Regions from separate parts of the Mus musculus genome. Here region 1 is linked to region 2. Evidence: chromatin contacts called from public Hi-C data. All regions are on one chromosome and are shown on one strand. Each heading gives the region's core, a stretch centred on a gene start, on an enhancer-like site or on the middle of the called end of the contact. The rest is flanking DNA. Distances are from core to core; before and after follow the strand shown.

Evidence for each region. Hi-C and Micro-C count contacts between places; a contact is called where the count stands out from the background.
Region 1: a contact with region 2 is called in a Hi-C map of uterus. The contact joins two enhancer-like sites. A contact is called at or near these places in 2 of 484 Hi-C or Micro-C datasets (muscle stem cells and uterus) and 3 of 115 datasets of contacts at active chromatin or transcription factors (fibro-adipogenic progenitors, heart atrium and pancreatic cancer cells).

Annotation. Positions count from the first base shown.
Region 1 is chr7:130,956,202-130,962,301 of GRCm38.p6, reverse strand. It overlaps Htra1 (HtrA serine peptidase 1), which reads right to left. Exons shown (of 9, transcript NM_019564.3): 2 at 690-789; 3 at 125-329. Among named protein-coding and RNA genes, the nearest start is that of Htra1, 23 kb to the right of the region's middle. Within about 2 kb of position 2,236, at least 47 of the 459 cell types and tissues checked have an H3K27ac peak or open chromatin away from gene starts, as enhancers often do. A contact at or near this core is called in muscle stem cells and uterus, where this site is marked.
Region 2 is chr7:130,675,995-130,681,610 of GRCm38.p6, reverse strand. The region is part of intron 5 of Tacc2 (transforming, acidic coiled-coil containing protein 2); the gene reads right to left. Among named protein-coding and RNA genes, the nearest start is that of Gm39098, 33 kb to the right of the region's middle. Within about 2 kb of position 4,155, at least 29 of the 459 cell types and tissues checked have an H3K27ac peak or open chromatin away from gene starts, as enhancers often do. A contact at or near this core is called in muscle stem cells and uterus, where this site is marked.

The sequences.
Region 1 (6,100 bases), core at 987-3,486, 280 kb before region 2:
TCTGGCCCTGCAGCTTCATTTTGTGGGTACCAGGGAGCTCTGATGTCCTCACCATCTCCACCTCACCTTCTGAGAGCTGGGCACTGCAGGCCCAGGAGGCACTCGGGCCCCAGATGCGTCTCACCTGGTGGTCAATCTTGATAAGCGCAATGTCCGCCTTTTCATCCACATCCTTGATTTTGGCTTCATAGGTAGCTCCATTCTTCAGCTCAACCTTGACCCGGTTTTTGTTGGTGACCACGTGAGCATTTGTCACAATCAGTCCATCCTCCGATACGATGAATCCTGACCCACTGGCCACTGGCACCTCCCTCTTCGAGAAAGGAAGCCTGAAACAGACATTAGTTGAGCTTGAACTCATTTGCACACACAAGGGAATGACTCTGCAAGAGCAACTCACACACATTGTAGCAAGCATTTAACATTTTAAAAATAACGCTAAGCTACTTTTTGGAATGCATCAAAAAATATTCCACTTAGGAAATATTCCCTGGGAATCACTTCAGAGCTAGAAGTTATTAAAATGCTGAAAGGGCCAAGATTATAGGTCTAAATAGGGAACTTTCCCTAAGGCAGAGAACTTGATCGTAACCCAAGAATCTGCCCAGTGACATTCCTGACACTTTAATGTGCTTCAGAAGCAGCTCTAGTGCTATTTCTTAGTGAGGGAACAGGGCAGGCCTCTTTACTTGCGATATAGTTCAATGTGAACCACAGCCGGGGCGATCTTCTCCACCACATCAGCAATAAAGTTGTACTTATGACGCAAACTGTTGGGATCTTCCTGCCCTGAGGACAAAGGCAGAGATGAGACAGTTTAGTGCTACTGAGCCTGTGCTGAGGCCTGGAACAAGACGTGGGATAGAGGGAGCCAAAAATGCATTAAAGCATCAACACACACTTACAGACATGCAGACTAACTCAAGCACACAAACTCATACACATACAAGCACTTCCATATATGTGTGTATACTCACATGTGTAGAACATACATGAGCATATGGACACATATTCGCATTTATGTAATCACACATAACAAGCATATGCACGCATACACACATCTGCACATGCACACACATACATAAATGCACGCATGCACGCACACATGTGCGCGCGCGCCTCTCTGTGGAAGGGGAATCATTCCCTAGGCTCTGGGCTTTGTGTAAGAACTGGGACCTTTCCAGTCCTCTTGTGACCCATCACAGCTGCATGTCCCCAGGCTCCCCCAAAAGCTCCAGGGCATCTGTGACTTATTCTTGTTCTATCAGGGTCTGCAGGACTCCAACTGGATGCAACTGAGCACAGGGACATGCAGGGACCAGCTTCCTATACTGAAAGGAAGGGAGCCTCCATCCGCCCAGTTCCCCACCCGAAGCTGCTTGATACAGCCACAAACTCTGATCTCTTTTCCCATGGTGTGATGATGTTCCCAGGTTCAGGGAAAGGACTGCAACTTTTAGGGAGACAAACCAACTTGACAAATCCATGGCAGAATCACCTTATTAAGTCTGCTTTCACAGCCTTTTAATTTTCTACTTTGTTGCAGACTTTGAAAATGAGCATTGCTACCATGCTATATTTGGGGAAACTGAGGCCAGGATTTCTCCATGGATACTAAATGGTCTTAATGACACACGTAAATAACAGGAAGATCTGGGATCCACCCCCGAGGCTGTAGTTTCATCTAATGCATCCCATTTCCACTTCTGCAGAGGCATCACACAGAGCTGCATCCGTTACTTTCTGCTGCTGTGAAAAGCTGCCATGACCAAGGCTCTTTTAACTCTTAGAAGGAAACGTGTATTTGGGATTACACTCCAGGGAGATAAGAGTTCACTATGGTGGTGGAGGCAGAAACAGGAAACTAAGAGCTCATATCCTTAACCACAAGTACAAACCAGAGAGAGCAAACTGGGAGTGCTGGGAAGCTCAAAGCCTACCCCCGGTGACGTTCCCCCAGTGACAGTACTTCCTCCAGCAAGCCTATACCACCTAAGCTTTCCCAAGCACAGTCAGCAACTGAGAACCAAGTGCTAAATACCAGAGCATCCCGGGTGGGGGTGGGGTGGGGGAAATCATTCAAACCACCACAGTTCTCCCAGGTTCCTAGGGAGTTGTGATGAATAGGCGCGTCCCCCTGAACACCCAAATGAAAGACAGAACGCACTATGGCAGTGGAAACGTTCCTCCTGAGCAGAGTCTGGCAAACATCACTGAGAGACAGCTGTAAACAAGTGTATCTGGGCTTCCTGGGACAAGGACCAAGTAGAGGTTTAACTCCAGCTGGCTCCCAACCAGAGGGCTCGTGGTATTCTGAAACCACCAGCTGTGAGATTCCTGCCTTGAAGAATAATTAACTCATGTCTTCTTCTTCTTTCTGGTGTGCTGAAATAGGCTTAAGATGATCTGCCCACACCGGGGTGAACATAAATTTGGGATTTACAGGCTCCAATGAGAAGCAGGTACCTTTCTCAGACACAGAAGGCAAAGCAGCTCCAACGTCGGTCCACCAAGAAAGCTACAAAGAAGGATCTGGCCTAGGCACGTGAAGGCTGAGGCCCATCCTCAGTCCACAGGTTAGTCTCCATGTCCTATTAGCATGACAGGAGGCATCAAAACAGGGTATGTGGCTCTGGAGATTGATACAGGGCTCGTCCATTGGCTAGTTGGGGCAGAAGGAGCAGGGAAGAGGACAGTGACAAGCTAGCTGCTGACTTCCACCGCTATCACCTAGTAGACATCCACAGAGAAACTATGCACAGGGATGCCCACTAATTGCTCAAAGATCGACAAAGTGTCAACCCAAAGAGAAGAGACTCGTGATTTCTGCACCTGTACTTTCAGAGCATCTTTAGATGTAAAGGCAGCAAATTAGGGGCCCTGCCCTGTTTCACTTATCCGGAGGGGGTGACTGTTACAGCCTCCTTGTGTCCGCAGACACTCTGGTGGCCCTGCTTCTGACCTCTTTATAGAATGGTCAACCCACACAAAGACACCCACTCCATAGGTGAAGCCAGGCTGGCTCTACCAAAGCTGCATCCAGAGCCCTCATCAAGGGAAGAACACCAAACACTAGCTCTGATCTCTGATGGTCACTTATAGCTCTGGGCACCGCACCCACTACTGTGTGGCCTCAGCCACATCACCAGACTCTACTCCTCTATGCTTAATCCCTTGTCAGAAAAGAATGTGAGGATAAGAGCACAGGGCTTAGTGCTTGCTTTACAGGATGAGAATGAAGAGCCCATCCCAGGGAGGACCTGATGAAGCCACAGAGTATAGTTTAAGGAGAGAATGGCTGGTCAGGAGACTCTGGCAGATGCGAGTGCTTTGGACATCAATGAAACAACAGGGAGAGGAGGAAGGCCGAGGTGCAACCTATGCAAACTCAAGTAGTTCTGGAGCTTCCAACAGCATCACTATGGCCACTGCTGCACTGGCTGATGGGTAGATGTGAGAACAGGCTCATTTTTCTGATCACAACCGGTACCCATTTCCTGGCTCACAAAGTTACCCCCCACAGCTTTGCAGAAGAGGCCAGAGGTCAGTATGTGATCGAGCCCAAACTGTAACCCAGATGGGCACTCGACCGCAATGGAAAGACCCATCAGAAGGCAAGTCCAGGAGCATGACCCCACCCCCACTCCCCACTCCCCATCCCGCCTTGCTCCCTTAGCCTGCAAGTTACAAAGATGAAAGACTGTGGGGCTGAGCCTGGCCCTTTCTTATTGTTCCATGGCTATACCGATCACAGAGCTGGAACTGGCTGCCCTGTGGCAATGGCCCACATACAAAGAGGCAAGAGAGGAAAATTAGAATCATGGAGGTTAGAAAGGAAAACATAAAGACTGCCTTTATTTGCAAATGATATGATGGTCTTTCTAGAAAACTCTTAGGAATATAAAAATAAAATGCCAGGAGAAGTGAATTTAGTGGTGCCGTAGGAAAACAGGTCAATACACAGAATCCATTAGATTTTGTGTATTTAGCAATAAACAATTATAGCAAAAAACTTACAAATACCATAATGACATCAAAAGTATTTAAAAAATACTTGGGGAAAATAGTACAAGGTTGTGTAAGAACTGTCCCTTGAATGCTCCAAAACAAGTTAAATGAGACTTAAATGCAGAAAAATACCAGACCTGCAGTCTTGGGGCTCAATGCTGCTAAGTTTTCAATTCCCCCCAGTGGATGTGTAGATTAAAATACACATCCATAGAAAACCTAAGGAGTTTTAGTAGAAAATGATAACCTACTTCTAAAATGTATGTCAACATTAAAGACTGGTATTATACATAGCAAGTCTCAGACAGGAAACACTGAATGGCTTACAACAGGACTTCATTTTTAAACAAAAATAATCTAAATAACCAGAATCAGCAAGCGGAAAGATGAGTCACAGCAATTTACAGAGATAAATCTTTCCACTTGGCTAATAAATATTTAGTATTACTGATTTTAACACAACAAATGGCCCATTAAGTACAGCCAACAATTTCTTATAGCTTTATGAGCTCATGGCTGCCAGAATTCAATCCTAAAAAGCAATGGTCTGCCTTTCTCCGTTATAAACTAATAGGCACACCACTTCATAAATGTTGAACCCTTAAAAGTAAGTCATCATCTCTGGGGGTTTACAGACAGTATTATCAACCACTTTCTCTTATTTTTTTTTTTTTTTATTTTTTTAGGCAAGGTCTCTCTTCATAGCCATGGCTGTCCTGGAACTCACTGTGTAGATCAGGCTGACCTCAAACTCATAGAGATAAGGTTGCCTCTGCCTCCTGAGTGCTGTGATTAATTTAAAGTATGCACCATCCATTCCCTTTTTTAATTAGCCACTTACAACAACTTCCTTTTAGGAGCAAAGAGAGAAACACACAGTTCCCATTACAGAATGCTTACTGGAAAGAACAGGGCCCCTGGTTTAGCAACCTGACCCTCAGCAATGATGGGGGATGAAGGGGTTTCCAGGTCCTCAGCAGATGTCCAAATCTGTAGATACATTCCTTCACTTAAGGGAAGGGCAAAGTGTTTTTCATGCATATATATATATATATATATATATATATATATATATATGAAAGGAGAAGAGAAGACAGTTTTAAAACTTTGTGTCACCACATTCCTTGGATGACCCCCTATCTCTACAAGGTAAGGCTGCTGGCAGTTGCTTTGATAAAAGGAACAGATTACAGAAAAATTAGTCAACACTGGTAATGGTGGAAGTCGTACTCAATTTGTCTGTAATACTGGAAGGGTCAAGTGTCGCTAGTCTTGTTTGTTTTCCTGTTGTGATTAAATACCACAACCAAAAGCAACTTGAGGAGGAAATGGTTTATCTCATCTTAGAGTTCCAATCCATCATTCAAGGAGATCAGAGCAGGACTCAAGAAAAAACCATGGAAGGACACTGGTTACTGGCATGTTCTTCCTAGCTTCCTTACACAGTCCAGGACCCCTTGCCTAGGAATGGTATTGCCCACAGTGGATGGGTGGTCCTGTATCAGTTAGCAATTAAGAAAATGCCCCATAAACCAATTTGACTACTAATCTCCCAAGTAAGACTCCCTCAGGTAACTGTGGATACCTGAAGCTAACCAGGAAAGTCACCAAAGAGGTAGGGGTGTGTGTGTGTGTGTGTGTGTGTGTGTGTGTGTGTGTGTGTGTGTGTGTGTTCTATTCATAGCAAACAGTGCTAAGGGGAAGTGAGTGAAAGGTAATTGTTTTTCCCTAATGCCTACCATGCTGTAAGGACACAGACAAGTTGTTTGTATAACACTGCTTGACAAATGGAACTCTTTGGTGTTCTTTGGGACTGGGAATGTCATGAAACACTGTGATACTGTGATGGAAGGAGAGGATGTGCCAAGACAGTCTGGGACCTCTGATGCTACTGAATCCCTACATCAGTGTGAAAGATACAGAGCAGAGACAATGTATAGTGAAAGTCAGCCAAATAAGGTCTCCTGTCTCAGGCAAGAGCTGTAGCAAAGCATTAACATGTGGGAAACTTACAGAGATAAAACCTTTCATTAGCTGCAGTTGCTTTAATATCATGGGCTGTATAGTAATAACTCTAGAACTTTGGCTTCTT
Region 2 (5,616 bases), core at 2,906-5,405:
GTGGTTGCTAGGGATTGAACTCAGGCCCTCTGGAAGAGCAGATGGTGTTCTTAACCTCTCAGCCATCTCTAAGCCTGAGTACTTAGCTCTTTAGGAGTCGATTTGTACACATGAAGACAACTGTCCTGTGACCTCAGACTGACCTGAGTCTTGCCTTGTCTTGATGACCTTATGGAAATGTTGGGAAAGATCCCGGGGCATAGACATGACCAGGCTAACTAATGGCTTGCAGAGTCTCAGTGTATGGATGGCATCTGCAGGGTCACCGCTATACCTCCAGCACCTGGACTCAGGCTTAGTCAGAGGGGACACTCCACAGACACGAGTGGATGGGTGAATGAGGAAATGAGCCATGAGACAAACTCAGGCCCTCTCTAGCACATAGCTACCACCATAGTTCAGGCCAGCACTGTCTCCTACCTGGACCATGGTGACAGCCACATGATCCTCTGACCTCTGACAGCGCCTTTCCATCTATCCTCCTACCAGAAACCACCCTGAATTAAATTCCACCCCATCTCTCCCTTGCCTGAAGAGAATAGACAGATTTCCTTTCTCAACATATTGGGTCCCAGTGACCCCCAAGGTCAACTACAATCCTCCCGCCATTCCGGAGCTAACCTGCAACTATGCCCATGACCTAGGTACCCTCCATCAAGCCTCTCTGGCTTGATCTCTGCTGCAGTCTGTAGGCTGCTCCACACCCTCAGTGACGGCACGGGTTGCCTTTCTTCGCCCTTGGCCCTCACCAAGAACCGGATCACACTATGGACCCCTCTGAGCTATTTGCTTCATAGATATTTGATTATCACATTGAGCCTCACGAGATGGTTACTACGACCCTCACTTTAAAGTTAGGTAAACGTAGGCTCAGAGTGGTCGGGTAACTCATCCAGTGTCACACAGATCAGAAATAGACCAAGGAACTGGTCTCTCTAGCTCTACACGCCTCCCCTATTCCACATCCTAGAGCTGTCGCTGGCCTGGAAGACATGGAGGTATTCTGAAGACACACCCTGTCAGTCTATCAGGCTACTAAGGCTCCGGGGGATGAGGTTTCCCAGGAACGGCTGACAGGAGAGTGCCAGAGGAGGGAAGCTTGCCTCCCAGAGTCGTATTTTACACAGCTCTGTTGTCAGACGCCATACAGGATGAAAATGAAGCCCAGACAGTGATGGGTCTGCGTGGGCAGGACCTTGACTGGGACTGCTCATAAGCCATGTGCTAGGGCCTGTATTTAAACTGTAATCTCACTTCAGGATCCCAAAGGCTTGGGGTGGGGTAGAGAGGCTCACTGGATCTCTTGTCTCTCTTCTCAATGCAGCTAAGTTGAATAAATCTCTATTATTATTTTTTTTTTATTTTTATTTATTTATTTATTTATTTATTTATTTATTTTTGCTTTCTACTTTTAGTTTGACTCTTTTAGTGGGCTTATTGAAGACAAGCAGCTGGACCTGGCTTGAGGCACAAGTGGTGACTTCCAAGTTTGATACCAGAGTGTAGCACAGATTCAAGTAGGATACGGCTGCTAAATCACTGGGTAGGTTTATCTGTGGGTAGCTGGATAGATGAGTGGATAAACGGACGGATGTGTGGGTAGATGGATAGATAGATGGGGAGGTCGACGATTCCCTTCCAGGCTATTCTAGAACCTCGGAATCCAGCCCAGAGGGACGCAGGGTAGAAATTCAACAGCTCTCCTCCAGCTGTGCTCCACCATCAGGAGCAGGGGGTGCTGTGCTCCCAGTCCCACCTTCCATCCCCTCTCAGAAGAAGGGAGCAGTGGCAGGGGAGGGGTCCTAAGACCATTCTCTCCCCCAACGGATTCCACCCAGAGAGACAGAGCTGCTTTGGACTCTACCCCTTCCTTCTCAAGAGGGAGCAAAGCTTCCCTTTGCCCCGAGCCTCCAGATGAAGCCACTGAGATGGACCTACTTAGTGAAAGCAGACGCACACAGCAAAACCTCGGTACGTAGCAGCTCCCTGCTCACGTATAAGAAATGAAGCAGGAGCCAGAGAGCCTGGGTGGCTGCCTGTGTTTGTCTCTGTGAGAGGGAAGGAGATGTTGTGTGTTGTGTGCCCAGGATGCCATGGAACAGAGGATCTCAGTACAGAGCGATGGCTGGAACTTGGCTTATGGAGCACTGGAGTAGACCCCGGTCAGGAGGGCACAGGGTCTAGCCGACAGAGTCTCTCGTCCCCAACAACCCAGCCTTTCCCGACATCAAAAGATTATGCAGGTCCGCCATTGTTGGTGTATACTTTGATCAGTCCCCACAAACTCACACAGGTGCTTCATCCTCTAAGTCACAGTTAAGGGTGAAGAAAGGGGAAATTGATTTAGAGATGGTAACTTTGGGGTGTCCTGAGGTTCAGATATTAATCTGATTAAGTCTTGGACAGAGACTAGACAGACTCTTGCATGGGATCTCTGTGGTGAAAGAAGCACCCAAGGGAGTTGGAGACATGCTTTCCAACACCATGCCTTCCTGTTTGGATATTCAGCCTCCAAACTGGTTAATTAAATAGATGCCTCTTCTTTATAAAGTTACCCTGCCTTCGGTATTTCATTATAATAACAACCAACAGAAAATCTAATCAAGACTCTACCTACAGGGGCTGGAGAGATGGTTCAGCGGTTAAGAGCACTGACTGCTCTTCCAAAGGTCCTGAGTTCAAATCCCAGCAACTGCATGGTGGCTCACAACTCATCCGTAATGAGATCTGACGCCCTCTTCTGGTGTGTCTGAAGACAGCTACAGTGTACTTACATATAACAATAAATAAATCTTGAAAAACAGAAAAAAAAGAAAGACTCTACCTACAAAATGAATTCCCGGGGTGGGGCGCTGGCAGAGGGGCTGAGTGTGAGGCCACACGGTGGTTCCCACACAGCTCCAGTCTCGGCTTAGGAGAGAAGCAAAAGCCCTGTCCTCCTCTTGCCCTGGAAAAGCTCTGGAGTCTTGGCGAGCCTCGGTAGAGGGATGGAAGCTATTTGGACCACATGGGAACAGTTTATCAGAAAGCTTGGCAAGTCCACAGGCTGTGGTTCAGGGCAGCATTTCCCATAGTGCACTGCTCTCTGGGCCCCCTGCATTGACACTGAGGAGCCAGCTTTATCCCTGAGAGAGCTGAACAGGCTCTCCAGACTGCTTCCTCTGGGCCTGTTCATGTAAGTAGTCCTAAACCAGGTTTCCAAGCCACTAACCTTAAGAAATGGATGTCCCCAGAAGGGACAGTGAGAGGTCAGGGGTGGTAGTTGGTTGGGCCTATGTGTCAACATACCAAGCTTTTGGCCCAAGGTCTGTAATGCTGGCTCGGGCTGTCCTCCCATGAAGGAGGGCTTTCACCTTGCATCTCTAGCCTCTCACAGCTCTCCCGACAGCACAGCAAGGTGAGGGAAAGGCCTCAGGAGGGCCATGCTGGAGGAGACAGTAGTGTGGCCAGAAGTGTGATGTAGCAGTCACCATCTCTCTCCCAGGAGGAGCTTGTGGCTTCAAGAGGGTTTGTTCAGCAGAGCGCCAAGTCCTCTCTATGTGGGTTCCCTTTCCCCTCTCCTTAGACACATCTGTTCTCCACAAGTGTGTGGCCAAATGATCACCAGTGGGTCCAAGGGAACGGGGGAGCAAGCTATTTGCCTGGAGTGTGGGGTTGTAACTGAATGTCCACAGCAGCCTCCAGAAGTGGGGAGCTGCAGAAGGCGCCCAGCAGGCAAGCAGTAACTGAGCATCCGCAGAGCTAATGAGATGTGCCTTTTCCGGGTCTCACTGCTGGCTTGCCCCTTCCAAGCCCTAACATGGAGAACAAAGCCCCAGCCGTGGGGCCTGTGGCTGCCTGGACCTCATGAAAACACAGGAGGCAGCTGGCCCTGACAGAGCAGGGATCTAACCTCTATCCTGGAGCCAAACGAACTTCAGGCTCTGGCCAGGCCGGTGACTCAAACCTTCCATCTCAACGAAATGAAGTGCTAATTTGTGTACTGTTGAAACTAGAGTTGGCCCAACCAAGGACTCATCAGATGGAGAAAGGCGTGATTTACATGGACGCCTGCATCCAGGCACTGGCCTTATAACTAACAACATGGAAACAGAGAGATGGAGGGCACCCTCACACAGGCGATGGGAGCCCAGCAGGTCCACGGCCTATGCAGCTGAGCCAGGTTATAAAGCCTCAGGGCACATCAACCATCAATCCTCAAGCGCCTGCCTCTCTGACAGGCGGCTACCAAGGCCTTTTAAAAATGCAAATCTGATCACATCACTGTTCTGCCCAGGGGCTTCTGGGTACTTAAAAGACAGGCAAGGAAGCCCAGGGCTAAAGCTGTGTGCAACGAAATACAGCAGCCTTGGATTAGGGCCCAAAGTATAAAATAAATACCCCTGAGTCCACACGGACATAAATAAGTGATTGAATACATTAGTAAGTGGGGGAGAAAAGACTAGCCTCCCATGCAAACGGATCATAAATAACTTATGGAGGCCTCACCCCCCAGCAGAAGGGAGAATAGCTCCCCGCCCTGCAGTGGGGAAGCACACACGACACCCTCCCAGAAACTGTAGGGCAGTCGAGGGAAGCCAGCCAGCCAGCCAGCCAAGTCAACACCAATAGCCATCAGCTATGCTGACACTGGGACCCTCCATTTTATAAAAATGATACCTTTAGGCCCAAGAGCTGGCTCAGCAGGGCAAATGTGCCTACCGTACCAGCTTGGCCACCTGGCTTTAATCCCTGGGACCCACGTAAAGGTGCAAAGTGAAACCCAGCATCAAAAAGCTGTCCTCTGGCCTCCAAATAAACCCTGGAACATGTGCTTTACATTTAAAACAAGGGACTGACTTATTTTATTTTGTGTTTGTGAATGTTTTGTCTGCACGTTAAGTGAAGCATGTGTATGCAATGCCAACAGAGACCAGAAGAGGGTGGGAGATGTCTTAGAACTGGAGTTAGAGACAGTTGTGAGCCAGTATGTGGGCGCTGGGAACTGAACTTGGGGGCCTCTACAGAAGTAGCCAGTGCTCTTAACTGCTCAACCATCTCTCCAGCCTTCGTTTAAAGAAAAGAAAAAAGAAAAAAAAAGTGATACTTTAAACCCTTCATCTTCTTTCAGAACTCATGGCTGCAGTCTAACCATAAGAAGGACATCAACCAAGTTCCAGTTGAGTGGCACTCTGTCCAGAACTGTTCCAACTATCAAGGTCACCAAATAAGACAGGAATGAAAACTGCCACAACCAAGGGGCATGTAGGGAGACTAAAGGCAACAGTGTTCTGAGTGACATCTGGGACAAGAAAGGTCATTAAAGACAAACTACAGAACACCCGGTAATGGAGACTTCAGTTAACAAGAATGTATCAATATGGAGTCAGTAACAGTGTCACATTAGCACAAACAATACTATTAAGATATCAGCAAGCTGGGCATGGTGGCGCACGCCTTTAATCCAGCACTCGGGAGGCAGAGGCAGGCAGATTTCTGAGTTCGAAGCCAGCCTGGTCTACAAAGTGAGTTCCAGGACAGCCAGGGCTACACAGAGAAACCCTGTCTCGAAAAACCAAAAAAAAAAAAAAAAGGAAGAAGGCACTATGGGTTGGATAAATAGAACATTACTTTTTA